Linked DNA regions of Mus musculus: regions 2, 3 and 4 are each linked to region 1. Evidence: chromatin contacts called from public Hi-C and HiChIP or PLAC-seq data. All regions are on one chromosome and are shown on one strand. Each heading gives the region's core, a stretch centred on a gene start, on an enhancer-like site or on the middle of the called end of the contact. The rest is flanking DNA. Distances are from core to core; before and after follow the strand shown.

What was found. A called contact is a pair of places that touch in the nucleus more often than the background predicts. HiChIP or PLAC-seq counts read pairs in DNA pulled down with a chosen protein or histone mark.
Region 2: an H3K27ac HiChIP or PLAC-seq map of embryonic stem cells shows a contact between it and region 1, with 19 read pairs. The contact joins the enhancer-like site here to the promoter of Plcg2 in region 1. A contact is called at or near these places in 3 of 484 Hi-C or Micro-C datasets (CD4 T cells and bone marrow-derived macrophages), 16 of 115 datasets of contacts at active chromatin or transcription factors (bone marrow-derived macrophages, embryonic basal ganglia, embryonic forebrain and 9 more) and 3 of 9 other capture datasets (adipose tissue, liver and pancreatic islet).
Region 3: a Hi-C map of bone marrow-derived macrophages shows a contact between it and region 1, with 23 read pairs. The contact joins the enhancer-like site here to the promoter of Plcg2 in region 1. A contact is called at or near these places in 4 of 39 promoter capture datasets (embryonic stem cells, frontonasal cranial neural crest, hippocampal neurons and 1 more), 1 of 484 Hi-C or Micro-C datasets (bone marrow-derived macrophages), 15 of 115 datasets of contacts at active chromatin or transcription factors (the 230-238 cell line, bone marrow-derived macrophages, effector CD8 T cells and 9 more) and 4 of 9 other capture datasets (adipose tissue, embryonic stem cells, liver and 1 more).
Region 4: a Hi-C map of bone marrow-derived macrophages shows a contact between it and region 1, with 27 read pairs. The contact joins the enhancer-like site here to the promoter of Plcg2 in region 1. A contact is called at or near these places in 7 of 39 promoter capture datasets (cranial neural crest, embryonic stem cells, frontonasal cranial neural crest and 4 more), 1 of 15 datasets of contacts at CTCF or cohesin (CD8 T cells), 3 of 484 Hi-C or Micro-C datasets (CD4 T cells and bone marrow-derived macrophages), 21 of 115 datasets of contacts at active chromatin or transcription factors (the 230-238 cell line, bone marrow-derived macrophages, double positive thymocytes and 13 more) and 3 of 9 other capture datasets (adipose tissue, liver and pancreatic islet).

What each region holds. Positions count from the first base shown.
Region 1 is chr8:117,492,766-117,499,923 of GRCm38.p6, forward strand. Plcg2 (phospholipase C, gamma 2) reads left to right here and starts at 5,510. Exons shown (of 33, transcript NM_172285.2): 1 at 5,510-5,664.
Region 2 is chr8:117,239,390-117,246,394 of GRCm38.p6, forward strand. No RefSeq gene overlaps it. Among named protein-coding and RNA genes, the nearest start is that of Cmip, 14 kb to the right of the region's middle. Within about 2 kb of position 2,637, at least 40 of the 459 cell types and tissues checked have an H3K27ac peak or open chromatin away from gene starts, as enhancers often do. A contact at or near this core is called in bone marrow-derived macrophages and embryonic stem cells, where this site is marked.
Region 3 is chr8:117,130,824-117,137,898 of GRCm38.p6, forward strand. It overlaps Bco1 (beta-carotene oxygenase 1), which reads left to right. Exons shown (of 11, transcript NM_021486.3): 11 at 2,151-2,897. The coding sequence ends at 2,437. Among named protein-coding and RNA genes, the nearest start is that of Gan, 24 kb to the right of the region's middle. Within about 2 kb of position 3,103, at least 7 of the 459 cell types and tissues checked have an H3K27ac peak or open chromatin away from gene starts, as enhancers often do. A contact at or near this core is called in bone marrow-derived macrophages, where this site is marked.
Region 4 is chr8:117,207,619-117,214,013 of GRCm38.p6, forward strand. No RefSeq gene overlaps it. Among named protein-coding and RNA genes, the nearest start is that of Cmip, 46 kb to the right of the region's middle. Within about 2 kb of position 1,998, at least 59 of the 459 cell types and tissues checked have an H3K27ac peak or open chromatin away from gene starts, as enhancers often do. A contact at or near this core is called in the 230-238 cell line, CD8 T cells, bone marrow-derived macrophages and 2 more, where this site is marked.

The DNA of each region.
Region 1 (7,158 bases), core at 4,260-6,759:
CTCTCTGTCCATCACGTGCATCCCAGGAAGTGAATTTAGGTCAGGCTTAGAGGCAAGTATTTTTATCTGCCAAGTCACCTTTATTTTATTTTACTTCTTTTAAAGATTTATGTATTTATTTTTATGTCTGTGAGTTCACCACACCAGAGGAGGGCATCAGGTCCCATTACAGATGGTTGTTAGCCACCATGTGGTTGCTGGGATTTGAACTCAGGGCTTCTGGGAGACCTCTCCAGCCCCTTCTTTTTGATTTTTAAAGAAAGGTTCTCGCACCTTTAATCCCAGCACTTGAGAGACAGACACAGGTAGAGCTCCTTAAGTTTGAGGCCAGCCTGGTCAACACCTTGAGTTCCAGGACAGCCAGAGCTACATGGTGAAGACCTTGTTTCTAACAAAACAAAACAAAGCAAGCAAACAAACATAGAAGATCTTTGCGTATACCCCAGGTTGGCTTCCAACTTATCATTCTCCTGCCTCAATTCTGGAGTGCTAGGATTACAGGTATGTGCAAGCATGACTGGCTAAATATCTAGGTTTTCTAGATTGTAAGCCATTGATCTTGACTTCACATGTAGAAGCTTGCCTCTTGGCACAGCGGGCCAGTGTATTGATTGCTTCTGTCCTTGGATGAGGATTGCAGTGTCACCTATTCCTAGGATCCTGTTGAACCAGGAAGAGTTCCTAGGATGCGCCCAGCCCAGAGCCTGCTCATCTGACTCATCTCCCTACACAGCAGCCCTATTCCCCAGTGGGGGGGGGGGGGGGGGGGATGAGGCTTACAAAAGTCAATAATTCCTACCCAGAGGAAACTTCAGTCCCCCAAACTCCAAAAGGCAGTCCTGGTCTACAGAAGGATTTTTGGTGGTTAAACAAAGCCGGCAGCCCTCAGGCGCGTGTGAAGCCCGGTCCCCTCTCTACCAAATGGAGCTATCTCCACTCTTCACTGGCAGAAAGGACAATAGGCTATTCCTGGTGCCTATTAGCATACCAAAGCACCGACTGGCCTCCGGGCTCCCAAAGTAAAGCACCTGTCACACATTTCAGAGTTCATGCTGACACCCTAACCCTTCTCATCCCAAACTTCCTCTAGTCCACAGTCTCCGCCTCCCACCAGCCAGCGACTCAATCTCCTTATAACCCTGCTATTTTTGTTGTACTTTTTATATGCGTCTCTCTTCATTATGGTTTTACTGCTGTGAGGAGGTACCACGACCAAGGCAGCTCTTATAAGGACAACATTTTAATTGAGGCCGGCTTACAGGTTCAGAGGGTCAGTCTATTATCATCATGGTGGGAGCCTGGCAGTGTCCAGGCAGGCAAGGTGCAGGAGGAGCTGAGAGTTTTTACATCTTCATCTGAAGGCTGCTAGAAGACTGACTCCCATGTGGTTAGAAGGAGGGTCTCATTGCTCACTCTCCACAGTAACACACTTCCTACAACAAGGCCACACCTTCTAATAGTGCCACTTCTTGGGCCAACCATATTCAAAGCACCACTGTGTCTCTCTCTCTTTCTGTCCCCCACTTCTTCTCACTCTTCTTCTATGCCCCCCATACACACCCACACATGCACCCCCCCACATACACACATACCACACACACACACAAACACACACACACACCACATACACATACATCCACCCCCCCACGCACCCACACATAAACACACACACACATATACACATACCACACACACACACACATAAACACACACACATACACACACACATGCATGCACGCACACACGCACACACTCGCACACACTCGCACTCTGTTTCTCTCATGGCTAAGGCCATTCTGAGGGTAATGTTCTTTCTTCCTCTGCTCTGGACTCTTCCAGGGGCCTCTGGCATCTGACTATTCTCTCTCACATCTACAATAAAAACCTTTGCTTCAACCATACCAAGGAACAGTCATGTCGTCAGTGTCTACAGGGCCTTACATGTGTGAGGACTAGAACTTGGGACCGAAACCTGACTCAGGGCTCCCTTTTGCATTTCGCCCTAACCCGCTCTGAGCTCATTGGATTGGGCTGTGATGGTTGCTGCTGTTGTAGAGCCCTGCCTGTGTTGGTTGGATGGCTAACCAGCCTTGTCTCAGCAGGATCCCTGGCTGAGAAACTGGAGTTCTGCAAGGTGAGCCTCAAAGCTAGAGGTCCTCCCTACTCTGCCTCAGTGTCAGAGAGCTGGACTACCCTGCTGTGGCAGCTGCCAAGTTTGCAAACCAGTTCTGGGTGGCACTTCCTCTTCCTGAGGTCCAACACACTAGAAAAATGGAATTCAGTCTGTCCCCAGGGGCTATGTACTTTGAACAATGCCAGGAAAGGAAACCAGACTCAAAGGCAGTTGGGGTTTTTCTTGTTGCTCTTGGTGGCAGGGGCCGGGGGTTAAGATGGGTGAGGCCCCAGGGGCAAGGTAGTTAGTCATTTTGACCGCTATGGGGGAAAAGGATGCCCAGGTTTGACAGGCCCTTCCCAACTCCAATAAGCAACTGTGGCTCACTGGTGTGTTTGTGCTGGGTCAAGCACATCACACTTTGAGCCTGTTAAGCCAACAGCCCCTGTGCGATCCACTTGCTACACTATTTCTCAGCTAAGGCATGATATTCCAGGGCTTTGGTGTGCTCTACTCCGGTGGTTCTCAATCCATGGGTCCCGACCTCGTTGGCAACCCTCTATCTCCAGAAATATTAACACCGTGATTCCTGACAGTAGTGAAATTCCAGTTATGAAGTAGCAAGGAAAATAATTTTATGGCTTGGGGGGAGGGGAGGTCACCACAACACAAGGAACTGTATTAAAGGGTTGAAGCATTTGGAAGGTTGAGGACTGATGCTCTACAGCAAAGAGAAGGGGTTGACTCTCTTCTCTGTGACTTCCTTGCTCTCCCCACTCCCTTGTGTTTAGTGACTTTGAGCCTTTTTTGCATTAATTTTCTTCATTTATTTATTTTGTCATTTATTTCATAAGGCAGCCTGGGAGTGTCACAGCGCAGCTGTGGAGATCAAAGGACAGCTACGTTGAGGTCAGTTCTCTCCTTCCACCATGTGGGTTTCCTGGAACACAGCACAAGTTGGCAGGTTCGGTGGCAAGTGCCTTTACCCTCTGAGCCATCTCACATGAGTGGATGGAAAGATGGGTGCCCCATAATCAAGGCTGGAAACCTTCTCTAAGGGCTTCTCTAGGGCTTCTGTCCCATCTCTAAGGGAAGAGGAGGATGCTGCAGTGAAGTCCAGGTGCACATGCACACACATGCACACGCACACACAGACACACACAGACACACACAGATACACACACACACCAAACAAAACCAACCAACCAACCACACACACACACACACACACACACACCAAACAAAACCAACCAACCAACAAACTAACACAAACCCCAAATCACATGTGATAGCTCACAACTATAATTCCAACAGTCAGGAGGCAGAGGCAGGAGGATCTCTCTCTGTGAGTTTGAGGCCAGCCTGGGCTACACAGTGAGTTTCAGGTTGGCCAGTGCTACATAGTGAGATCTCATCTCAAACAAACAAGAATACAATCCCACAAAGATAATATATGTTGAAGTTCCTTAAAAAAATACCAAAGTGTCATATAGTCATTATTTCTTTTTTTTAAGATTTATTTATTATTATATCTAAGTACATTGTAGTTGTCTTCAGATGCATCAGAAGAGGGCGTCAAATCTCATTATGAATGGTTGTGAGCCACCATGTGGTTGCTGGGATTTGAACTCAGGACCTTAGGAAGAACAGTCGGTGCTTTTAACCATTGAGCCATCTCTCCAGCCCTAGTCATTATTTCTGAGAAGAGGCCCGTGTTTCATGTGTTTGATGTCATCATGATCTCTTTCATGAGTGATTTAGTGGTGGCACATGCCTTTAGCCTCAGCACCAGGGAGGCAGATCTCTGTGAGTTTGAGGCCAGCCTGGTCTACATATTGAGCTGCAAGGAGACCCTTAAGGAGACCCTGTGTCTGAAGGGATACATACCTGTTGGATGGTGATTGGTGACAAGAACAAAGCCAGTGGCCACTGTGCTGGGACAGCTGTAAGGTGGCTCTCAGCATGAGGTTGGTAAAGTGCTGACCTAGTGCAGGACATCTGCGGGGGTGGGATGAGGTGGGGGGACACAATGTAAAAGGGAACAGTGGCAAAACCTGTAAACTGAGCCCCGGGGAGTTAGAGGCAGGAGGATCAGAAGGTTGGTCCCTGCTAGAAGATTGAGGTAGCCTGGGCTACATAAAACCAAGTCTTTTTGTTTGTTTGTTTGTTTGCTTGCTTGTTTATTTATTTATTTATCCTTCAAAACAGAATTTCTCTGTGTGGCTCTGGCTGTCTTGGAAGTCCTTCTGTAGACCAGGTTGGCCTCAAACTCAAGAGATTCACCTGCCTCTGCCTCTTGAGTGCTAGGATTAAAGGCACCCAGAAGAAACCAAGTCTCTCTCTCTCTCTCTCTCTCTCTCTCTCTCTCTCTCTCTCTCTCTCTCTCTCTTTCTTTGGACAGGGTTTCTCTGTGTGGCTTTGGCTGCCCTGGAATTCTCCTTGTAGACCAGGCTGGCCTCAAATTCACAGAGATCTGCCTACCTGGGCCTCCTAAGTGCTGGGATTACCAGCCTGAAATCAAATCAAATCATCAAATCTTAAATCTCTCTCTCTCTCTCTCTCTCTCTCTCTCTCTCTCTCTCTCTCTCTCTCTCTGTCAGAATGGAGAGGTGGTTTAGCAGTTGAGAGCACATATTGCGCCTACAGAGACTGGAGTTCAGCTCCCAGCAACCCACATAGCCACAACAGCCTGTGACTCCAGCTTCAGAGAATCCTATGAGCTCTAGCCTCCCTGATCCCCTGTATTCACAGAAATGGATTCACATAAACACACACATATACACATAATTTAAAAATAATATTAAAAAAATTTTTTTGGACACAGATCTCACTGTATAGCCCTAGCTGGCCTTGAACTAATTCAGAGATGTAATTTTGTCATTCTGCCTTCCTAGTTATGGGATTAAAGGTATGGACCGTTAAGCGGAAAAATACATTTTTTTTTCCCCAGAAAAAAAAGCAACGAGTTTTAAAGAACACAGTCTTCCAATTTAAAAGCCAAGATTTCAGTTCTCTAGTGCCCAGTTACTCTTTGAAACAAACTTTTGAGCCTGGCACTGTTTTGCAGAGATGGAAACTGAGGCTGCGGCATTTAAGATAGGAAACAATGTACTACTAAATTCAGCTCTGTCAACCCCGAGTGGGTGAAGATAATCAATGCATGCATGGTATCTGTATGCAGTAGGCGCCCCATAAACTCTGATATTCTTGGGAAATTTCTGTTCTCTTGGCTAAGCGATCGCGGCCAGGCAGGTGGTACTGGGGCTGCCTCAGTTTCCCCCTGGTCGGGCAAGGCATGACTCTTTTAGGATGCTCTGGCGGGTCGGGACCCGCCTTGAGACAGGGCGGCGCGTTAAGGGGGGCGGCCCCGAGGAGTCACGTGGCGCGGCCGCCTCCAAAGCAGAAGTAAGGAGCGCCGCTGAGCAAGACCTGCGCTGCCGGACTGCCCGGGCCCCAGGCGGCTGCTGCACGAGGGACCCCCGAGTCCCCCCAACCCGTGGCTGGCAGGCCCAGGGATTGTGCGGGTGGCTGCGCTCCGGGGGTACCGCCAGGTGAGTAGCCAGGATGGATGGAGCTCCCCGGGGACTTGCGCGTGTGCGGGGACCCTAGAGCTGGCACCGCGTTGGGTGGGGACTGCGCCGGAGCCCAAGAGGGCGCGGGCAGGGCTGGGGTGCGCGATCCGGGCAGGTGGCCGGGTGTGCCCTGGGGAACCCTTGCTTAGGGACAGCCGGGCCCGGCCCAGCCGCCGGCCACTTCCTCTCCTGGGGCTGGCGCCACCTCTCCAGGGTGAGCAGTGGCCAACTAGGGTTTGAATGAGAGACGCGGCTCCGGGTGCTGGGGTGGCCGAAGCGTCTACCTCGCCACCGAGAGTCCTACGCGGGAGCCGCGTCCCTGCTTGCGGGGACTTGATTTTGAACAGTACTTCCCAGTAGTACACAGGTGGCTCCGGGGTGGGGCGGAGCAGCTCTTTCTCCACACGCGATTCTGGGACCCGCCCCTCCCGCAATTCAGTTCAGTTTGGGGATCTCAAAGAGGTCATTTGCCTCGCGGGGAGCCAGAATTCGAAGGGAAGGTGGGTTGTATCCGGACCTAGGAGGTTGATACCTGGAAAGTCAGGAGCAGGCCCTGTCCGTACCCTGATCTCGAACTGTTGAGAGAGAGGCTGGCAGGGCGAGGGGCCGACACGCCCTGGAAACAGGTGGCTTTCTCTCTGAGACCTAAATTTGAATTTCAGTTCCATTTATGTGACACAGCACACAGAGAGGAGCCCCCCCACCCCCACCCCCCGAGTCCAGGTTTCTCTCTTGGGTCCCGTACTAGACCAGAGCCTGTTTTCCGGGGCATCAAAGAGACTCCCTGCAGTTCCTGACCCTGGTGGCAAAGGCCCTTCCTGGTGGGCACAGGTCATGGCCCCTGCTCTTTGCTTCTGCGGGACACTTACAGGATGTTGGGGTCGGGACTAGCCCTAGGCTGTTACCCATTTTGCACGGTTGTGGGCAGCAGTGTAGCAGTCCCAGGGGATTTTGGCTGTGGATTTTTATTGATGCTTAAAATTACTCGGTGCTTGGCCTCCCAGGCAAGGCGGCGTGTGTGGGGTACTCTGAAGGAGCCCCAGCGGGGACCCTTTTGCACCTCCTGGGCGAAGTTGGTGGGAAGTTACTGGTGGGAAAACTTCTGCAAATAATTAATTTCGAAAATAGGCAACCCTCTCCCTGCCCTGTCTCCGCAAAAGGGCTTTTCTGTTTCAACTAACAGAGTGGACCCATTCATATGTCTTGTCCCATCCTCTCTCATTGGCCCCCTCTAGATTTACAAGCAATGCTTTCGAGATATATATATATATATATATCACTAATAACATTTATATTATAACTCATTAATTTGTAAGTTTCTTTTTTTTTAAATCAAAATAGCTCACAAATCTCCCAAGATCAAAATTGGCGTGTGATAATTTATAAATCCACTCTTTTCCGTAGCTTCTGTACATTTTAAATTTTTTAAAATTATTTTTGAGACAATCTCATTATATAGTTCAGGTTAGCCTT
Region 2 (7,005 bases), core at 1,387-3,886, 260 kb before region 1:
CCATATCAATGGCTACTCTGAGGGGAAATGAAGGCAGCGTGGCTATTGGGATTTAGACATATCGATGATGTCCGTGATGGATTGGTGATGTCTGCCCTGGCTGAAGACTAGGTAAGTCAGCTTCCCCCACCTTAACTAAGACTTGTGGTAGATTTGTCTAATTAGTCTTCTGGTTAGATCTGCTTGAAGATTTTAGCCAAATGAAAGAGAAAAACGAATAAATATAGGGATAAAGCAGAGCCAGAGAGGTGGCCCGCTGGTTAAAAGCATTTGATGCTCTTGCAGAGGACCTAAGGTGGGTTTCCAGCATCCATGTCAGGTGGCTCATAACTGCCCATAACTCCAGCTCCGTGGGATTCAACGCCCTCTCTTGGCCTTTGAGAACACTGCAATCACATGCACATACACACATGCTTGTACATAGATAACCATACATACACATACTTTTTAAAAAACAAATATTAGCCAAGCAGTGGTGGCCCACGCCTTTAATCCCAGCACTTGGGAAGCAGAGGCAGGCGGATTTCTGAGTTTGAGGCCAGCCTGGTATACAGAGTGAGTGCCAGGACAGCCAGGGCTACACAGAGAAACCCTGTCTCAGAAAAACAAAAAACAAAAAACCAAATATTAAAAAAAAGAAACTAGGGCTGAAGGGATGGCTCAGTGGTTAAGAGTGCTTGATGCTTTCGCACGAGGACCTGATTTAGATGCCAGCATCCATGGTGGGTGGCTTACAAATGCCTATCACTCTAGACCCAAGAGACCTAACAAGTTTTCTGGTCTCTCTCTCTCTCTCTCTCTCTCTCTCTCTCTCTCCCCTCTCCTCTCTCTCCTTCCCTCCCTCACCCCTCTCTTTCTCACTCTTCTTCTCCCTCTATTTCCCTCTTTCCCTTTTCCCCATCACTTCCACAAGTCTTTACTTCTTTAACTACCATATGACTTTCTGGTCCAGACCCTAGCTATCTGTCAGGCACTACTGCTGTTTAAATTTATAAGGTCACTATTGCCCAAGCTGAGTGTAATTTATTAGTCCACTGTGAGCTGTTCAGGTTCGATGCCTTTAAAATTGTCCTGTGAACCTAGCAGTGTTGGCACACGCCTTTAAGCCTAGCACTTGGGAGGCAAAGACAGGCAGATCTCTGAGTTCGAAGCCAGCCTCATCTACAGAGTGAGTTCCAGGACAGCCAGGGCTACAGAGAGAAACCCTGTCTCAGAAAAGGCATACACAAACAAACTGACCCGTGAAACCAGAGCATGGTGAAGACTACAGTCAGTGGCTGTCCATCGGGATAAACCCTTCTAAAGATTTATTTATTTATTTATTTTATGTATGTAAGTACACTGTGCCTGTGCAGATGGTTGTGAGCCTTCATGTGGTTGTTGGGAATTGATTTAGGACCTCTGCTTGCTCCGGTCAACCCCACTTGCTCAGTCCCTGCTCGCTCCGGCCCAAAGATTTATTTATTATTATACATAAGTACACTGTAGCTGACTTCAGATGTGCCAGAAGAGGGTGTCAGATCTCATTACAGGTGGTTGGCCTTCGGAAGAGAAGTCAGTCTCACCCACTGAGCCGTCTTGACAGCCCTGGATAAACCCTTCTAGTACTGATGGAGAAATTGAGTCACCTTCTTCCTCATGAGTCTAGGAAGTCATGAGTATGTCCAGTGAGTGTTCTACAATGAGGCTGAGGAGAGTAAGGAAGACTTGGTCTATGCAGAGAACATCCAGGAGCAAGGTCCCTCAGCCTGGGAAATAGCTCAGGGGATTGGGCTCTGCTTCCCATTGAACCGTGCCCATCCCTAGAAGACATAACCCCCAGCACCTCTGAATTTGACCTTATTTGGAAGTGGGTTGCTGTAGATGTCATAAGTCAAGATGAAGTCATGCTGGGTGGGGAAGCATCTTTATAAAAAGGGGAAGCCGGGACACAAGACACCCAGGGAGGATGCCTTGACTGTGGAGGCAGAGATGGGGTGAGGTGTCTGTGTGTGTACCAGCCAAGTCACGCCAAGCATTGGCAGATTGGCAGCAGAGGCCTCTTCCAGGGAAGGAATTATGCCAGGCACCTTGATGTCAAGCTTGTAGTCTCTGTAACAAGGGGTTTCTGTGGTGTAGGGTACCCTCACATCTGAGTGCAAAGTCCTCTGTTAGGGGAACAATGAGAAGCTCTAGGGGCAGGGGGTGGCCAGGAGGAGGCTGGGGGAGGGGGGCAGAGACTTGGCCTTCTTTGAGCCAAGTGACCTAAGTCTCAGGGGTCTGAATGGGTGGATGAGCAGGTGTATCCAGTTTCTTACCCGGATGCTTGGATGTGGGGACCAGCTTTGTCGGGGTAGGGGGATGGGGGTGGGGGTGGGGGGACGGTGGGGAAGCAGACCTGACTGTCCAAAGCAAGCGGCCAGCCCAGACTTGAAGAGAGTGAGCAAGGGATAGAGAGAAGATGGGTGTGTGGTCCTGCCCTAGGCAGAATTCTCCCTCAGAGCCTGGAGTTTTGGAATTCTTCTCATTGTATCTATCTCTAAGAATCACATGTGCAGCCCCCACCCCACCCCCTCATATCTCCCCACCTCTCCTCTGATGCGGGATCTCACACACCCCAGGATAACCTTGAACTCCTGACCCTTGTGCTTCTGCCTCCTGAGTGCTGGGATTACAGGCAGGCAAGCAGTGCTGGCTGGGGCTTTGTGCATTCAAGGCTACCAGCTAAGCTACAGCGCTGTGACCTCTTTATTTGTCTCTTGATGCACATTGACCCCAGGTGGTCCCGGTGATCTGAAGCCAAATTATGTGTGGCCAGGCTTCAAGTGAGTAGCCCAGCCTTTTCCTCAATTCCTGGTCTAAATGCAAAAACAAAAACAAAAACAAAAACAAAAACCGCAAGGATGGGCAACAAAATCGAGGGCTTTTATCGAGTGCTTTTTCCATTCTCGGCTGTGAAATGTCAGATCTCAAATTCTTTCACCATCTTCACGATTTAAAAAAAACAAAACAAAACATTTATTTTAATCGTTTTAATTTTTTGAGACAAGGACTCACTGTAGTCCAGGGTGACCTCAATGTCACTATGGAAACCAAGGATGGCCCTGAACTCCTGATCATCCTGTCTCTGCCTCCCAAGTGCTAAAATGACAGATGTTGAAGCCTCCCTCCATGCCCTGTTTATTCTGTGCTAGAGACTGAGCCCCAGACCTCACTTGTGCTGCGCAAGCACTCTCCCAACCAAGCTGCAGCCCAAGTCAGTCCTTTTGATCATTTAAAAAAAAAAATTCATTTCAAGCCTGAAGAGATGTCTCAGCCGTTAAGAGCACACTTTGGCTGCTCTTCCAGAAACCCAGGTTCCATTTCCAGCACCTACAGGAGGGCTCAGAACTGTCTATAATTCGACTTCTAGGTCTTCTGACACCCTCACCCAGATATATGTACAGGCAAAACAGCAATGCACATAAAATAAAAACAAATGATACATTAAAAGAAAATAACTCAGCTGGGCGTGGTGGCGCACGCCATTAATCCCAGCACTTGGGAGGCAGAGGCAGGTGGATTTCTGAGTTCGAGGCCTGCCTGGTCTACAAAGTGAGTTCCAGGATAGCCAGGGCTACAGAGAAACCCTGTCTTGGGGGGGGGTGGGAGGGGGGAAGAAAGAAAGAAAAGAAAAGAAAAGAAAGAAAAAACAAAAACAACAACAAAAAAAGAAAATAACTCTTTAATAAAAGAAAAACAAATTAGAAGTGAAAGACTGGAGTTAAAATAAGACAAGCAGATGTGGTCCTTATGAGAATGGGTCTGAAACCAGTTTGGTCCTATTCAAGCTGTTTAGCCTTTTTTTTTTTGCCTCAGTTTCCTCATCTGTACAATGGTCATACTTTTCATTGAGTTTGTAGGGATTAATTACTTGATTTAATTAATAAGCAAATATATGCAAATCGTTTACAGAACTGCCAGGTACACAGTAAGTACTATGCCAGTCTGAGTTAGTTCTACTAACAACATGGCAAAGGTGGTGGCCTACTTCTGCACTTGAGAGATGGAAGAAGATAGATGTTAAGTTTGCTGCCACCCTGGGGACCCTGTGTACTAGCCACTTTTCCTCTTGCTTCCTGTTGCTGAGACAAAGTAACCAAAGAAGCTTAAGGAGGAGTTTATCATGGCTCACAGTTGGAGAGGACAGCTGGCCAAGGCAGAAGGGTGTGGGGACAGAAGTGTGCAGCCCAGCTCACATTGTATCCATGGCCAGAGACTGGGGTGTGGGGGGATGGACAGGGAGACAGAGACAGAGACAGAGAGAGACAGAGCGATAGAGACAGTAAGAGAGAGAGGCAGAGAGACAGAGACAGACACAGAGAGAGACAGAGATACAGAGAGATACAGAGATTAAGAGAGACAGACAGGGGCTGGAGAGATGTCTTAGTGGTTAAGAGCACTGACTGTTCTTCTAGAGGTCCTGAGTTCAAATCCCAGCAACCACATGGTGACTCACAACCATCTGTAATGAGATCTGATGCCCTCTTCTGGGATGTCTGAAGACAGCAACAGTGTACTTACATATAACAATAAATAAATCTTTAATAAAAGAGAGAGAGAGAGACAGACAGACAGACAGACACACACACAGAGCAAGAGAGCACACTCTTAGTTTACCTTTTCCCTTTTATTCAGACCAGCATCTTAGCCCATGGGATGGTGCTCCCACATTAAGGGCATATCATCCCGGCTTAGTTAACTGAATCTAGAAACCCCCTCACAGACATGCTGGGAGATCTACCTCCTAGACGATTCTAGATGCTCCAAGTTGGCAATCAAGATTAACCATCATGCACACACACACACACACACACACACACACACACACACACACACACAGAGGGTTGGGAATGTATTCTACTGACCCCCCACCGCCCCTGTGTCTGTCCTTGTCATCAATTTTATTGGTCTGTTCTCATGATGTCATAGCTCATGTAGGGAAAGCCAGATGTGGGGATGTTTCTCATGGTAGAATACCATGGGCAAGGCCCTGTGTTTAGTCCCCAGCATTACAAAATTAAGAAAGCTAACAAAGGAATAAAATAAAAGCATGTACTAGACTGGATTGCAAGAAGGAAGAAGCAGCTACTATATGTATTAGTATACTTCTCTGGGGGGGACTCGGGGGTCCATTCTACTCAGATCACGGTGAATCACCTCCAGGGGACAATCACCACCAACCATACTTGCACAAGGCAGCTCAGACACTGGCGGCTGGAATAGGCATTTGTTCCAAGCTGGGCCAAGCAAACCCTTTCCTTGGAACTGAGCCAAAAGTACCCTAGGTCAGTTTGAACTCCTCTGTAGAATGCCAAGGCCACACTGCAGGGAAGGCCAGTCTGACAGGGAGACAGAAGGAAGGCCCCTAGATCTGTGTGGTTCTGGCCACTGAGGCTCTGTGTGACACCTAGGGCTGTGTAAGCCACGCCCTCCCCTTGTTAAAGCTGCTCTGATTGGTTTCTGTTGTACTACGTGTCACTACCTCTTGGTCTTGCCTTCTCTGTGGCTCTGGATATCCCCTTGCATCTAGAGGCAAGGCTCCTCGGAACTACAAGAAAACATTCCCTCTTTCCCCCCTCGCTGAGGACGTGGGCACATGTTCATGAAGGTGAAGGAGAGAAGGGCTTGAGACGCCGCGTCCTTCGCACATTTATTAAGACCGACTAACCCTAAGCCCTGTCTTGAGCTCCTGAACACATTGTCTCGTCTCACAAGAGCCTGGTTTCAGGGACATGGAAAGACTTGTTGGTTCTATCCAGCTAAGGAGCAGAGAGCGAGAACTTCACTTCCTTCTGAAAGGTCTTGCTATCCTTGTCTCTTGGATGGATTTCCTCTACTCTCTTGAATACCTAAGCTTCTTTTTTTTCTAACATAGCCCAGGCTGGCCTCAAACTTCCTACGTAGCTGAGGTTGTTGGGTGTTTGCTGTTTGGATGAGGTTGTTCGGACGATGCGGCTGAACGCCTCATGCACCTATGTTCAGGTCCTGAGTGCTTAGACGGTAGACATGCGCTTCTATGCCAGGTTTACAAAATACTTGGAATCAAATCCAGGGCTTCCTGTATGGTGGGCAATCTCCAGACCTTGTCTCAGCTGCTGCTTTGGCTTCCTCTTCCTCTTCTTCTTTTCTTCTCCCTTTTCTCCTCTTCCTCTTTATTATTATTATTATTATTAGTTTGTTTTGGTTTTCGTTTGTTTGTTTGTTTTTCCAGAGACAGGGTTTCTCTGTATAGCCCTGGCTGTCCTGGAACTCACTCTATAGACCAGGCTGGCCTCGAACTCAGAGATTCACCTCCCTCTGCCTCGCTCCAGTGCTGGGATGTAAAGGTGACTGCCAGGTGCTTCAGCTTCTTAATACACACAATGAGTTAGCACTGTTACCCTTGCTCAGCGACGGACTGTGTAGAGGGGTCGGTGAAGGAGTGGGGGTGAGTCTGGAAGAACAGCACACTGGAGACACCTTCACACCTTTCTTCCCTTACCTCTTAACAACTGACTCAGGGTGGATGGAGATGGAGGGGAAAGGAGGTCATGTGTGCACTGGTCACTGTGAGCAGCAGCCACAGAGAAGGGAGAGACAGAGAGAGAGAGACAGAGGGAGAGAGGGGGGGGCATTAATGTGAGATATGTAGAGGTTTTTCTTCAAAAAAATAATTAAAATTAAATAAATAAATATAAGTAAAATAAAGTAAAAAATAATAAAATAATTAAAGGTGGTGCCACACCTTTAATCACAGCACTTGGGAGGCAGAGGCAGGCAGATCTCTGTGAGTTTAAACCCAGTTTCATCTACAAAACAGAGTTCCAAGATAGTCAAGGCTAAACCGGGCGTGGTGGCGCATGCTTTTAATCCCAGCACTTGGGAGGCAGAGGAAGGCAGATTTCTGAGTTCGAGGCCAGCCTGGTCTACAGAGTAAGTTCCAGGACAGCCAGAGCTATACAGAGAAACCCTGTCTCAAAAAACCAAAAAAAAAAAAAAAAAAAA
Region 3 (7,075 bases), core at 1,853-4,352, 360 kb before region 1:
TGTTGAGTGTAAGGTCAAGGGCTCCTACCACCAGGTTCTGTAATCCACTAGGGTCCCCAGAGCTCCCCGCCATCCCTTCCCAGTGGGTTTGGCTGTACTGTTCTCACTTCTGACAACCAAGCATTCCAGACATGGAAGTTCACCTGAGCCTCTGCATCCAGAGATTTTTACTGTGGCTCACTCATACGACATTCTGATTACCCTGAGTGGATGGCCTTTATTGTTCAGTCCCTTGCAGGCCAAGCAGAGACTGTGGAGTCCAAGGGCCCCATCGTAAATCACATTGTCAGCTGAGCATAGCATGTGTGCCTGAGATCTCAGCATTTGGGAGGCAGACAGAAGACAATCAGGGGTCTACAGTCATTCTCAGATATACAGAGAATTTGAACTACTAAGACCTGGTCTCAAAACACAACAGCCACAAGGTAGATAGGTAGGTACATAGATAGATAGATAGATAGATAGATAGATAGACAGACAGACAGACAGATGGATAGATGAGTGGGTGATGGATGGATGAAGTTGTTAGAATACACTACCTGACATACCTCACAGCCTCTGAAAACATTCTTATGGGTAAGACTGAACAAACAGACCTTCTTTGGGCACGGTATAAATTCTCTCCTACTCAAAGTCCATATCCTTTCCACTGAGTGACACACACATTCTCTCAGAGTGTGCAGCTTTAGTTTTAGAATTCTTTGCAAGGGCTGGCCCCAGATCTCAAATGACCTCTCTCATAAGCATGCAAAGTTTTCACAGCACCTGAGAAATGCAGGTTTCCACTTAGCCAAATTGTCTTATCCCCCTTTGGCTTCAAAAATGCCCTGCCCACAGCCCTCAGGATACCGGGGAAGGTAATAAGCTATGGGTAAGGACACCGCCCAGCCAAGCCAGGGATGGGGCTGCCCACACCTGCAGGGGAGGGCAGGCTGTCCCACTGAGACTGCCAGCTTCTTCCCTCAGGTGGGAGGGAGTGGTTTTCCACCTGGCCTTGGCTTCCTTCTGATTGTGGCCTGGCACACAGGCAGGGGGATCCCATGTCACTGTCATCTCTAAAGCAGGGGACTGTTTGCATCCACTCCTACTGAGGCCAGCCTCTTGCTTGGCTGGGCAGCTGCTTCTCACGCCTTCTCTCCATGGGTGTGGAGTGACACTGTCCTCATTTCATCCAGGGGAGGCTCAGAGAGTGAGGCAAATTGACCAAAGTCACGAGCTCCATATGCAGAGGTTGGATTTGAATCCAGGCCAATCTGACATCACCTGTGTTCAGCTACCACAACCCAGGTCGCTTGGGCGGCATCTTGGGCACTTACTAAAAGTTTCCTGACCCTGCTATACCTTGAAAGTGAGCACAGAGGAGCAAGGACATCCCAATTTACAAGCAAACGTTGGGGGAGGGGGGGGTTGCCAACGTAACCAGGAGATGAGTTGGATTCATTCCAGCGCCACCACAAGCCAGACATGGCAACACATGGCTTGGTTTCCTGGCATCTGAGTGGTAGAGGTAGGCAGATATGAGTTTAAGGCCGGTCTGGGCTACATTGCAAGACCTGTCTCAAAACAAAACAAATATGGCAATGCTTTTGAAATTCAAGACGTCCCTGCTCCACGGAGTAGCACACCTTAGCCCACACATCCTCCCTGAATTGCCTGGGTCTTTCCATACTTGGAGGTTTCAAGATGTTAGGAAAGGAGCCATTCCTCAAAACACATGAAAACGAACCAAGTGCTCCCATAATCCACCCTGCAGATCATCCCAGCACCCATGAGGTCAGGGGTTGGTGGGAATTAGCTTCACTGCAAAGATGAAGAGACAAAGGTTCATTGAGGCAAAGCGGCGCTCCCGGAAGTAGGTCTGCTGATTGCAGTTCTGGTTTCTCTTCTGCCAACACAGAATGGCATATATCCTCTTTCCTCCTGTTTAGATCAAGGATGAGTTAAAAGACCACAGGGAGACACCTCTGAGAAATGTTCTTTCCAGGTACACAAGGCTATGCATTGAACACTGTTAGATATCTCTTAGGACCAGGGATGGAGCCTATGGGGAAAGCAGCTGTCTAGTCTGCATGAAGGCCTGAGACTACACTCTCAGCATTACAAATGGAAATAAACTGGTTTTGGGGGTTTTGTTTTTTCTTTTCTTATAGGAGTCATTTTATCAGCCATCGTCTCTACGGATCCCCAAAAGCTGCCTTTTTTACTCATTCTGGATGCCAAAAGTTTTACGGAACTGGCTCGCGCCTCTGTTGATGCGGACATGCACCTGGACCTTCATGGTTTATTTATCCCAGATGCAGACTGGAATGCAGTGAAGCAGACTCCAGCTGAAACGCAAGAGGTTGAAAACTCAGATCATCCCACAGATCCGACAGCACCAGAACTGAGCCACAGTGAAAATGACTTCACAGCGGGTCATGGTGGCTCAAGTCTTTAATCCTAACACTCAAGGCAGAGGCAAGCAGATCTCTGAGTTCACAACGGACAGCCTGGGACAGCCGGGGCTACACAGAGAAATCCTATCTTGAAAATGAAAGGAAGAAAGGAAGAGAGAGAGAGAGAGAGAGAGAGAGGGAGAGAGAGAGAGAGAGAAGGGAAGGAAGGAAGGAAGGAAGGAAGGAAGAAAGAAAGAAAGAAAGAAAGAAAGAAAGAAAGAAAGAAAGAAAGAAAGCAAGCAAGCAAGCTAGCTAGCTTCATTGGTAGAACTTAGTTGTTGACACTGTCAACGTGGACAGCATTTAGGATCTCTTAAGAAACAAACTTCTGAGCCTGTCTGTGAGAAAGTTTCTTTATTGTGTTAACTGGACAAGGAAGATCCAACCAGAACATGGGCAGCACCATCTCATCCTTTGAACATCCTTTATTTCCTGAATAAAAAGGAAAGAACCTGTCGCTGGACTTTTGCTACTTTGTGGGTTCGTTTTCTTCTACCCTTCTCCATTCCTCTTCATCTACTTATCAACCCCCTTAACACTAGGGAGAAGAGAAAAAGGATAGAGAGGAGAGGGGGCGATGATATCTTTAGACTACTTCCTGCTGGCTAGAGGTACTGATTAGAGGCATTGAGTTCCTTGGGACAAGTTTGATCTTTGCCTTCAGGATATCTAACTTCCTCTTTTCATTTCTTCTCACATGACTACATGACAAACAGCAACCAACAGCAGTTAACAACCAACCAAAAACACTACCAAACAACCACAAACAACAAACAATAGCCACCAACAACCACCACAACCAACAGCCACTACAACCAACAACCAACAGCAACCAACAACAGTAAACAACACCAACAAACAACAACTCACCTCTGGGGCCCTACATCCTCTGAAAAGTCCCCAGAATTCCAAAGGTCACACACTTGCAGAAATGATCTGCAGCTGGCAAAACCACGCCCCTGCTAGAGCACGAGGCAAATCATAGTCACCTGCTTTAAGGGAGCCCCATAGCTCCATGCCTTGGATTAGAAATAAAACATATTCCCATAATATTTATGTGTTCTTTTAGAGAAACTAAAATTCTCACTGCAGAAGCCACTTGAGCACCAGCATTCACCCCTCTCAGCTTTCTGACTGTGGATGTAACCGGCTGCCTCATGCTCCTGACATCATGCCTTCCCACCATGATAGACTGTACCCTGGTCAAAATAAACCACCACCATCCCCCCTTAAGTAGCTTTTGTTAGTTACCGTCTCCCAGCAACGGGAAAAGTAAGTAAGCTTGCGCCTTTCTGTTGTTGGAGATGGTCATCCTGCTGTTATTCTTTGTTCAAATACCACAATAAACCACAGAGACAGCTCGAGTTCCATTTTATTGGAATCCTTGTTGAAAAGGCAAGTTTTTACCAGCCAATTCTAGTATATTTAAGGCAGCCCTTTCTTTTCTTAGAAAGACCTTGAGGAACGAGAAAAATACATCGGTTGGTGAGATAACCTGAGTTCAGACACTTGCCCCCCCCCCATAGCTATCCACATAAAAACTGGACATGGCCTTATGTGTCTAGATCCCAGGCTCTCAGGAGGCAGAGGTAGGAGGGTCCCTGGGGCTTGATGGCCAGAGAGCCTACTCAGCAAACAGTGAGGGACCCTGTCTTGGAAAATAAGGTGGAGCATGATGAAGGGAAAGACCCAATGTCCACTTCCAGTCTAACACATATATGCACATGTCCTCAAGTGCACACACGTATAGGCAAATGCACTTTAAAAAGACCTTGAATGTGAATCAAGAATTGTATTAACCATGTTATTGTTCTTGGAATAAGCACCTATGAACATGAAAAAAAGGTGGGAGATCATCCCAGCTCCTTCCTCCATCCACTCCATCCTTTCTAATGGACCAAATTGTGGATGTGGCCTTTTGGCTTTCCCAGGTATGCTCTGTTTGTAAGTCATGTGGCCAGAAGGGCATGGTGCCCTGTGGTCATTCCATGCAACGGGTAGCAAAATATAAAAGAAAAAAAAAAAACACCTTGAAAGCCTGTTGAGAGCTTGTTTGATTTTCTTTCTTTCCTTTCTTCCTTTCTTTCTTTTCCTTCGAGGCAGGGTTTCTCTGTGTAGCCCTGGCTGTCTTGGAACTCACTTTATAGACCAGGCTGGCCTTGAACTCAGAAATCCACCTGCCTCTGCCTCCCAAGTGTTGGGATTAAAGGCGTGCGCCACCACCGCCCAGCTGCTTGTTTGATTTTTATGTGGCTGCGTCTTCCAGTTCTTCGGAGCCTATAAAGTGGGGCTGCAGAACTTCACCCTTCCTGGCCTGTAAGAAGTCCTATTGTATGATCAGTGATTGCAGGTTCCTTCTCTGCAGGAGGGGGGGGTCACTGAACTGGCACTGACCGGATGAGCCATGGCAAAAGGGCCACAGTTCAGGGTGGAAAACCAAAGCCAGGCTGGTCTGAAAAACCAGCAAGAGCCACATCAGCCCCCAGAAGGGAAAGGGGGTGTCCTGAGCTATTTGCACTTCAAGGTGGACTGGTATGTGGAGCAGAGCAGAAGGAAAGCCCCAAGCAAGACAATGGCTGGGATGGAGGAGCTCAGAAACCAGCCAAGTGGCTTCCCACTTGATTGCTGGGAGCCCCATGGTCATTGGCGCTTCACTGTTCGAGTCTAGTGGGTACCCAAAGCACAGGTTAAATTTATACATGCATATGTGTGTGCATGAGTGTGTCAGTAGTTCTGGTGTTACCGCTCATATAAAACTGGTACCATCCTTTGTTCACCGCCATATACTTCGTGGTCCATCAGCACAAGGATCCTCACGAGACTGCCCCTCCAACCTCTGGTCCCTACACCCTGGCAACCACCACCCATAGAATTTTGTCATCTCAGAAATTTCATCTAAAAACTGGTATCATGGCTCACACCTGTAATCCTAGTATTTGGGAAGCTGAGGCAGGAGAATTGCCATGAGTTTGAGGCCATCCTAGGCTAAAGAGTAAGACCTTATTTGAGAGAGTGACAGGTGGAAGAAGAGGAAGAGAAGGAGGACAAGAAAAAGGAGGAGGAGGAGGAAAAGGAGGAGAAGGAAGAGGGGAGGAGGAGGAGGAGGGGGAGGAGGAGGAGGAGGAGGAAGAAAGGTCCTGTAAGTGAATCATGCTGTGTTAAATCTTTTGAAGTTGGCCCTGTGCAGACCCCTCAGGCTGCTAAGTACTGCTAAATTCACTGCTCTGTTCCTAACACCTTAATACCACCTGGTGCGATGCAGATACTCAGTATTTGTTAATGAATGGATGAGTAGCTGAGTTAGTAGTTCCCCTAGCAAACATTTAACTCCACCCCAAGAGACAGACATTTCCCTAAAGAGCGGCTGCGAGCTGGGGAAGATAGACCACACACAGTTATCCACTGACATTCCTCTCCCTTAAGTCCCTGATCTATCCTGCCGCTCATGGCTCACTGCATCCTGGTCTCATCAGCCCTGTCTGTTTTCCTCACCGTGCCCATCTCGCCCTGAGTTTACAGTCAGCATGGATGGGGTAGATGGTGGCATGAAGACCACTGGAGTCCTTCCCCACCATGTCTGTCCCTTGGGAATCTCAGCCCTTCAGGCCTGGAAGGTTGGAAATGTCAGCTACAGTGGCCTGAAGGAGATGAGATGAGATCAGAACCTGGGTTTGGGTGGCAGGAGCGGAAGGGAGGTGACAGATGTGACAGTCACTCACCCACTCCTGCTTTAAATGTTTGAGGGTAGAGAGGAATGTGAGGCTGTTGCGTCCCCACCCCCATGTTCTCAGTTGCCAAACAGTGGCCAGACCTAATCTCAGGAAAGGGCCCAGTTCTGCAGGGAGGAAACAACATTGGTTTGTTGACCTTATTTAAGATGACAGCTGGAATACCATACTGGTGAGGGAGGCCAGCACACCAGATCCTGTTCTCTCGGTTTCAAAAAAATCCCCTGAAGATGGACGACAGGATACCTGATTTGCCTGGTCCAGGGTTCTATAATCCTGTTGCATTTCGTACATGCACAGGCCAGGACACTTAGCTAAAAGCTCTCCCTATGCATTCTTCTTTCTCCGAAGGACCACAAAACAATCTCCCTTGTCCTCCGGGACTTCCTGGTTAAGAAGTGTGTGGGTGGGCAAGACAAACAACCAGGAAGTTTGGGGAGAGCAGTATCTCTGGGTTTGTTTACATCAAGAGCTACTTCCTGGAGCATTCGAAGTCCGAGTGTCAGGTGCGGGAAAGGCAACAGGTGTCTGTTATGTCTACCACACATTTCCCTAGTGTGAGCCCCGTGCTGAGACAAGCTGGATGTGTCACCCGGGTGAATCAACACGGGAAAAACCTTCATGCCTTTGAGCCACGTGTGCAGTATTGATCCATACTTGGTTCCTCGGGACCAAAGTTACTGGTGCTGGGCTCAAAGCTTTGAACAGACGGCTGGTCCAGGTTAAGTCAAAACCGCTTTGACCTCTTCTTACACTGTCTAAAGATCTCTTGGGTGGTTTCTAAGTGTCCAGAATCTTTCCTGTGGCAGATTAGGACACACATGGAAAAGCTTTCAACATCAATACCATCTGAGGGCATCTGATACCACGTGACAGCAACGAGACACCTTGGGACCTCAGTACCTCATCTCC
Region 4 (6,395 bases), core at 748-3,247, 290 kb before region 1:
GTTGCATCTCTCTTCCTTAGTAGGATTTGAAAAATGTATTTACCAACTAGTGGTTCGTTCTGGAAAGGGCTGGTCTAGGGCTGAGCGTGACTGCTCAGAGGAGTCTTGGTTCTACTCCAGTTGGACTTTTTACATGATCGGCCACCAAAAGAACTGGGGGTGGTATCCGAGCCTTGTTTGTGCTGCAGCAAGTGTTCTGTTATGTCGCTCTGAGCACTGCTGCTGAGGTACTCTGATGTCCAGGGCTCGACGGTGTCATTTTATTCTTTGTAAGTGGGAAGAGGCCACCCCTAAACAGGAGGGGGTGAAAGCAGAGCTATCCTTGCTGTGGTGCCTCAAGGTCTGAAAGGCTACCAGTCAGATGCCTGGGGAAACAGCTAGCATCTCTTGAGGGCTCCGCTTAGCATCTCCTACCCAGTATACTGCATCAGGGGTCCTGAAGTTCTTCGCGGAGTGTGACCAGCCCTGCAGTGCTGTCTTCTACAAGGCTGGCTTTCCTGATTGCACAGCTCTCCTGTGGCCAGAAAAGACATTGGATGCTCTGGGAAGGAGGGAGGTGGCTTTCACCGTGTGCACCTAGAGGCCCAGAACTGCCTGGGAAGTACCCACAGAAGGAAGAAGCAGAGCTTCTTTGTGACAATGAATCCCCTTTAGCTGAGGGCACAGAGGAAGCCCGTGACCGAGGAAGCATGACAGTTGCCTGCCCTGTATCACGCAGCAAATACTGAGCAACTCCCAAGGGTTGCGCTTGTGTTTCTGGGAACCTCACATGGAAGCAGGTGGGACCCAGCCCTCCCTGCCTGGTTTATGAAGTCACTGGAGTTTGAGTGAGGACCCTGTCTGTGTGAGTTGATCTGGGTTTGCAAGCAGGCACTGAGTCACAGCAGCCCAGCCTTCATTGTGGTGCTTTGCACTAGGCAGAGAGTGTTCTCGTCCATTTGGCTGGATTTTAAATGAAAAGCTGTGTGTATCAATGGGCCGGCCTACGGAGCAGGAAAACTAGGACAGATTCAAAAATGCCAAGTGCCTCGTGGACCAAGCACATGCCATGTCTCCAAATGCTTCCGTGGGACAGTTGAAGCCCCATGCACACACCTCATAATGCTCATCATGTTAGCGTTAGGTTGCTTTACTGCATCTTATGTGAGCTTAGAATCTTTTCCAGAACTTTCTGCTTTGATCGTTTCATGTCTGAGGTGGGTCCGGATGCTCTCCTCCTCCTACAAGGGGCTTTCAGATGTGAGCGGCAGCCAAACGCAGAAGCCAGACCTTGGCTTCCCAAGGGTAGTCTACTGATTCAGTGGGAACTTGACTTTTTTTTTCTTGGCACACAGGTGTTTTTATTTTTAAAAAGTATACATCACTGGTAGTATGGGTCCAGCTTCCAGAACCGAGCTTTCCAGCTGAAAAAACTGAACAACCTTCGCTTCTCCCTGTCAGTTAGCTGTTGGAAGTCTTAGGCTTTACTGAGTGTCTTCTAGAAGCAAGGTGGGGGTTGTGAATAAAGACTAAAGCTAACACTTCATTGAATTTGCCCCATGAAGTCAGAGGTGGGGGAAAACTGCCTTGGCAGGCTGAGGTGTCTTTCTGCCTTTTGAATAGTCCCCAAAGACTTCTTACAGCTCCACTGGCTATACACATACGGTTATGGGGTAGACATGAGAGCGAGCCCATTGGCCCGGAGAGAGAGGAACCGCCACTCAGGAAGATGACTCACCCCTGCCGCCTGTAAAGCCGTGGCGAGCTGAACTGTAGGCTTGGCTACCGTTTTTGCAGCTATAAGTAGCTCTGCCTTCTGCCTAGCGAATCCTGTCCCTTCTTTGACTTTTAAGCATTTTAGCCCTGACAATAGATTTAGGGGTTCTCTTCCGTCATTCTTCCTCCCCAGACACGGAGAAGATACACCTTAGACGCTGGTGCTGAATTTCTTTGAATGTCTTCTGGCAGCACCAGAGAAGTCTCTGTTGCCTGCTTTATGGCGTTTCTTGGTTAACTGGATAGGTAGTGCTTACATTCATTCCCGTTCTTAGTGTCTGCTGTCAGTTACCTCACGATGTATTGATGTAGCGTTGGACTTGGTTCCCTGACAGATGAAAAGAATTCAGTGTTCTGTCCTGTAACAAAAGCCTGGAAGCAAGTAGTGAGCAGCCTGAGGCGTTGGGTCCTCAGGGCGTGTTTCCCATCCTCCCCCCCACACACACACTTTTTTTTATACTAGGCACTTTAAACCTGGAGGAGCGGTAATTCTTCTGGGGCTACTGCAAGGTGATTACTTGAAACTCAACTTGAACTTGAGACATTTAAAAGGCTGTGTTTTCCTGTAGCAGAAAAGCGGCATATGCACACAGAATAGAGGGCTTAGTTTCTGTCCTTGTCAGGATCAGAGACGAGAGCGCGTGTCTGATCTGACACAGTTGGCAACTTAGGCGCCTGAGGCTGCCTGCTGTTAAGGTTCTCCAGAGGTGCTGTTGTTTCTTGGGAGTTTTTCCTTTTACTGGCTCCTCCCTCCGCTCTCTCCCCTTCAGTCCTGGTAGACCAGATGTCAGAATGAAGCAGATGTGTTCCAGGTTCAAGGCCGAGGTTGACCCTGAGACCTTGAATCATGTTCTGCTTAAAATCATGACTGGTGTGACTTGTCTCTCACACAGGGGACTCTCCTTCACTTAATCCCTGCATATCGGTTCTCCACACCACCAGTAACAGAGCCTCAGTGCCCCTGCCTCTGGTCTCCCCTGGTCCCCAAGTCAGGGTAAAGTTGCTGAGAGACCTCTGCCATTGGAGACCCTCTCCCGGGAGTTAGCTCTCATGGAAGTGGCCACAGTTGGACCTGGCCTACTTAAATGGAAGGCTTGGGTAGTCAATAGTAGTTAGAAGAACCCTGTGATCTCCTCAGAGCCGGACCCTCTCCTCAGCCCTGTGATTCCCTCACAGGCCTCATGCTTAGACTAACTAGAGAACGTCATGCAGTAGACAGTAAATTTGTGTGGTGATGCCTTTCACAGTTGGCCCAGAGACTAGAAAATGGCAAAGCTTTTCCTTAGGTGGCCGTATATGGCAGCATCTGAGCCCAGCTGAGCTCACAATAGGAGCGCCCAAGAGAACATATCTCCCCTTCCTGCTTTGGCCCCTGACCCATGCTGTCAGTTGTTCTAGGAACAGGTCCCGTGGCCAGGAGCATGGGCTCTGGAGTTGAAGAACCCAGGGCTGCAGACTTCTGATCTGTCTTCTGGTCTCAGGGCTCAGTTCAGTTTGTCTCTGGAGGAAGGGCAGTGTGGGTTTTGGCCTCTGTGGGCTCTAAAGAAAGGGTGACTGGGTCCTGGGCCGCTGTGTTACCCATCAGTAGCAATGGCACAGTTATTTCTTTGGTCATGTCTACTGTCCATGCAGACAGTGCTGTGAGACGCTGAGCCAGTAGGGTACTGGTTGGGAACTGCGCATTCCTGGCTCCTGTCATTGCCTGGCCCAGTGTCTGCCACCTCCTTAAAAAGCATCCAACATCTGTTTGTGCTGAGAAAGTCCTTTCCCTTCTGGACACACACCACACACCCCACCTCTCATCTCCGACATTGGGATATCAGAAACACACCCCACCCCACCCCAGACCTGTGCTGAAATGTTCAAGAGTGGCAGACAAGCCAGGCATGGTGGTGCACTCCTTTAAACCCAGCAAGTGGGTGATAGAGGCGGGTGGAGCTCTGTGAGTTTAGAGCCAGTCTGGTCTACATAGCAAGCACCAGGACAACTAGAACTCTATAGAGAAACCCTGTCTCCCTCCTTTCAGAGCGTGCCTGACGGAGTCCTCTAAGGATCTTTAAAGTCCTTAACCAAGGAGGAACTTTTCGCTTTCGCCAGAATATCAAGTTTGTCATCTAGGTTGACCAAGTAAACCTGGTGTTTTCTGGGCTGCTGGCCGAGGCTTAGCTTTAAGCCTTTAACTTGGATGGTGGATGTGGGAACCGCTACTCTTTCTGTGTGTCCGAGGCTTCCAGCCTGGAGGTTCTCGGCAGTGTGCAGCATGAGGCCTGAGCATCCTGGAGCCGTCCTAGCAGGTGCCCAGACCCTGTAGGGGCCTTGAGGCTCTGGTTCCGTGGTAGGGCATAGAAAGGAGCATTTCAGGCCAGTGGGCAGAACTACAGAGTTTCATTAGCTTATAAATCTTGTGCATTTTCTTCTTGATTTTTTTTTTTTTTTGAGACAAGGTCTTAAGAGCCTTCTGCCTCTGCTCCCACCAGGTCGAATGACGTTAGGGTGACAGGGTGCGTCCCGCAGTTCTGGCTGATGGTGTCTGCCAGCACTACCAGGGGCCCACTGTGCTCAGGACAGACTGTGTGGTGCTCTGGGAACTGTTTATTTAGTCAAAAGGAGTCATTCCATGGGTCCTGTGAGGTAGTTCTGGGTCCTATCTAGGCTTTGCCTTATGCCCTCCACTGCTCGTCATCACGTTAGTCCCTTGACACTGGCCACTGGCCACCAGCCACCATGGCAGACCCTTCCCAGGGTGCCTCATGGTCCGGCTTTCCCTAACAGTCCTTAATTCCCAGAGATCTCTTGAGGCCGTGATGCCCACCAGAAGCATTGTGCTCGCTTGGCGCAGGCTTTGTTAGAAGCTCATGGCTGACTACCCTGCTTACAGCTAGGGAACGGCACTCAGCTCTCCCAAGCTGGGCTGGCTGCCCGGGAAGGTGCTTGGCGAGCTCAGCCAACGTCCCCTGGGAGCCGGTGTGGTTCTCTGTTACCTCTTGTGGAACATTTCTAGGGAGCCCATTCTTTTGTTCCTATCCTGTCTCCTCTGGTTAAAGCCTGCCAGAGAGCCCCTCAGCCCTCGGGTAAACAGTGAGATGTTCCCTTCACCCCGGTGGTCATGGGAGAACACTTCCCAGATCCCCTCCCCATCCTCAGGGCTCTGGGCTGTCCTCCTGCTGCTGGAACAGGGTCCTTCCCACAGCCCTCTGGAGGGAGGGATTTGGATCTGGTCATCAGAGCATCCTCAGTAAACTCTGCTGGCTTTCAAGCCCTCATACCCTTCTCCCCACCTGGCTTCCTAGTTGCTTGAACTGTGTCAAAAAGAAACAAGGAAAGGAAAGCCAGCAAAGAAGCTTAACAGATAAAGCTTGATAACGTGAGTTTAACTCCCAGAACCCATGTGGGAGAAAGAGGAAACTGATTCCCACAAGTTGTCCTCTGGCCTACACACACATTCACACGCACGTTAATAAGTAAAAGGAAAATTAACTCAAGTGCTGGTGGCGCATGCCTTTAATCCCAGCACCCTGGTGACAGAAGCAGGCAGGTCTCTGAGTTCGAGGCCAGCCTGGTCTACAGAGCCAGGACAGACAGGGCCACACAGAGACACTTTGTCTCAAAAAGACAAAAGAAAGAAAGAAAACTAGAAAAAGAAGGAGAGAGCTGTAACTCCTGCTCCCTGGACCCAGAGCCCCGGAGCAGCAGCCTATCCAGAATGTGCCTTCTCAGCCCTACCATGCCTCTGTGTTGGCACCTCCCACCAGCCAGCCCTGGCAGTGAGAGGGACACCTGCCAGCCAGTCCCAGCAGCTTCCGGGTCAGCACCCAGCATAGCCAAACACATCTCTAGCCTGGAGCAACTGGAGACTAGAACAGGAGCCTTCCACCTTCCCTGAGGCCACCACAGGCTCTCTCAGAGTCAGGGGCCAGCACCAGGCCACACATACTACCTCAGCATCTAGCATCTGTCACAGCATTGTGTGGTCACAGATTGTCCATCAAGATTGTGCTCAGAGCCTGGTCGCCTCACAGAGGCTGGCTGACACCCTCCCTCTGCACTGGCCCCGCAAACCGCTATGGGATTCCTTCCTGCATCCCATGGCGTGCTCCAGCGAGCAAGCCAGGCTTCTGTCTCCTCCTGCCTTGTTTAGCTCTGACTTAAATACACCTCGAACCCCCAAACTGTGAGTAGAGTCAGAAATGGGAGTAGCTTGTTTGCAGTGAGAAAGGGACCGCTTTTTCATATTTTCATCACAAGGGGTCTTGCTTCAAGAGAACCCCTAAAAACTGTGTATATGATGCTGATGACCAGGGTGATGAGGACTGTTGTGATACCTAGAATAATTCACAGAACTTGACTGCAGGCTTTGTGTAAACAACAGTAATCAAGAGTGTAGGGCTGGAAAGGTAGCTCAGCACCCCCACGGGGGCTCGCAGCTGCTGCTAACTCCAGGGGATCTGATCCTCTCCTTCTGACCTCCTCAAGCAGCGCACACAAACATAAGCAGGTAAATAATAATTTGGAGACTGGTACCCATGGCAAAAAGTATCCTCAAACTTAAAAAAGTTAACTAAGCCTTCACTCTGTCTGTCACATAACAACTTCTTCTAGATGACACCTTAGAGTTCAGCTTCATCATTTAGAGGCCATGG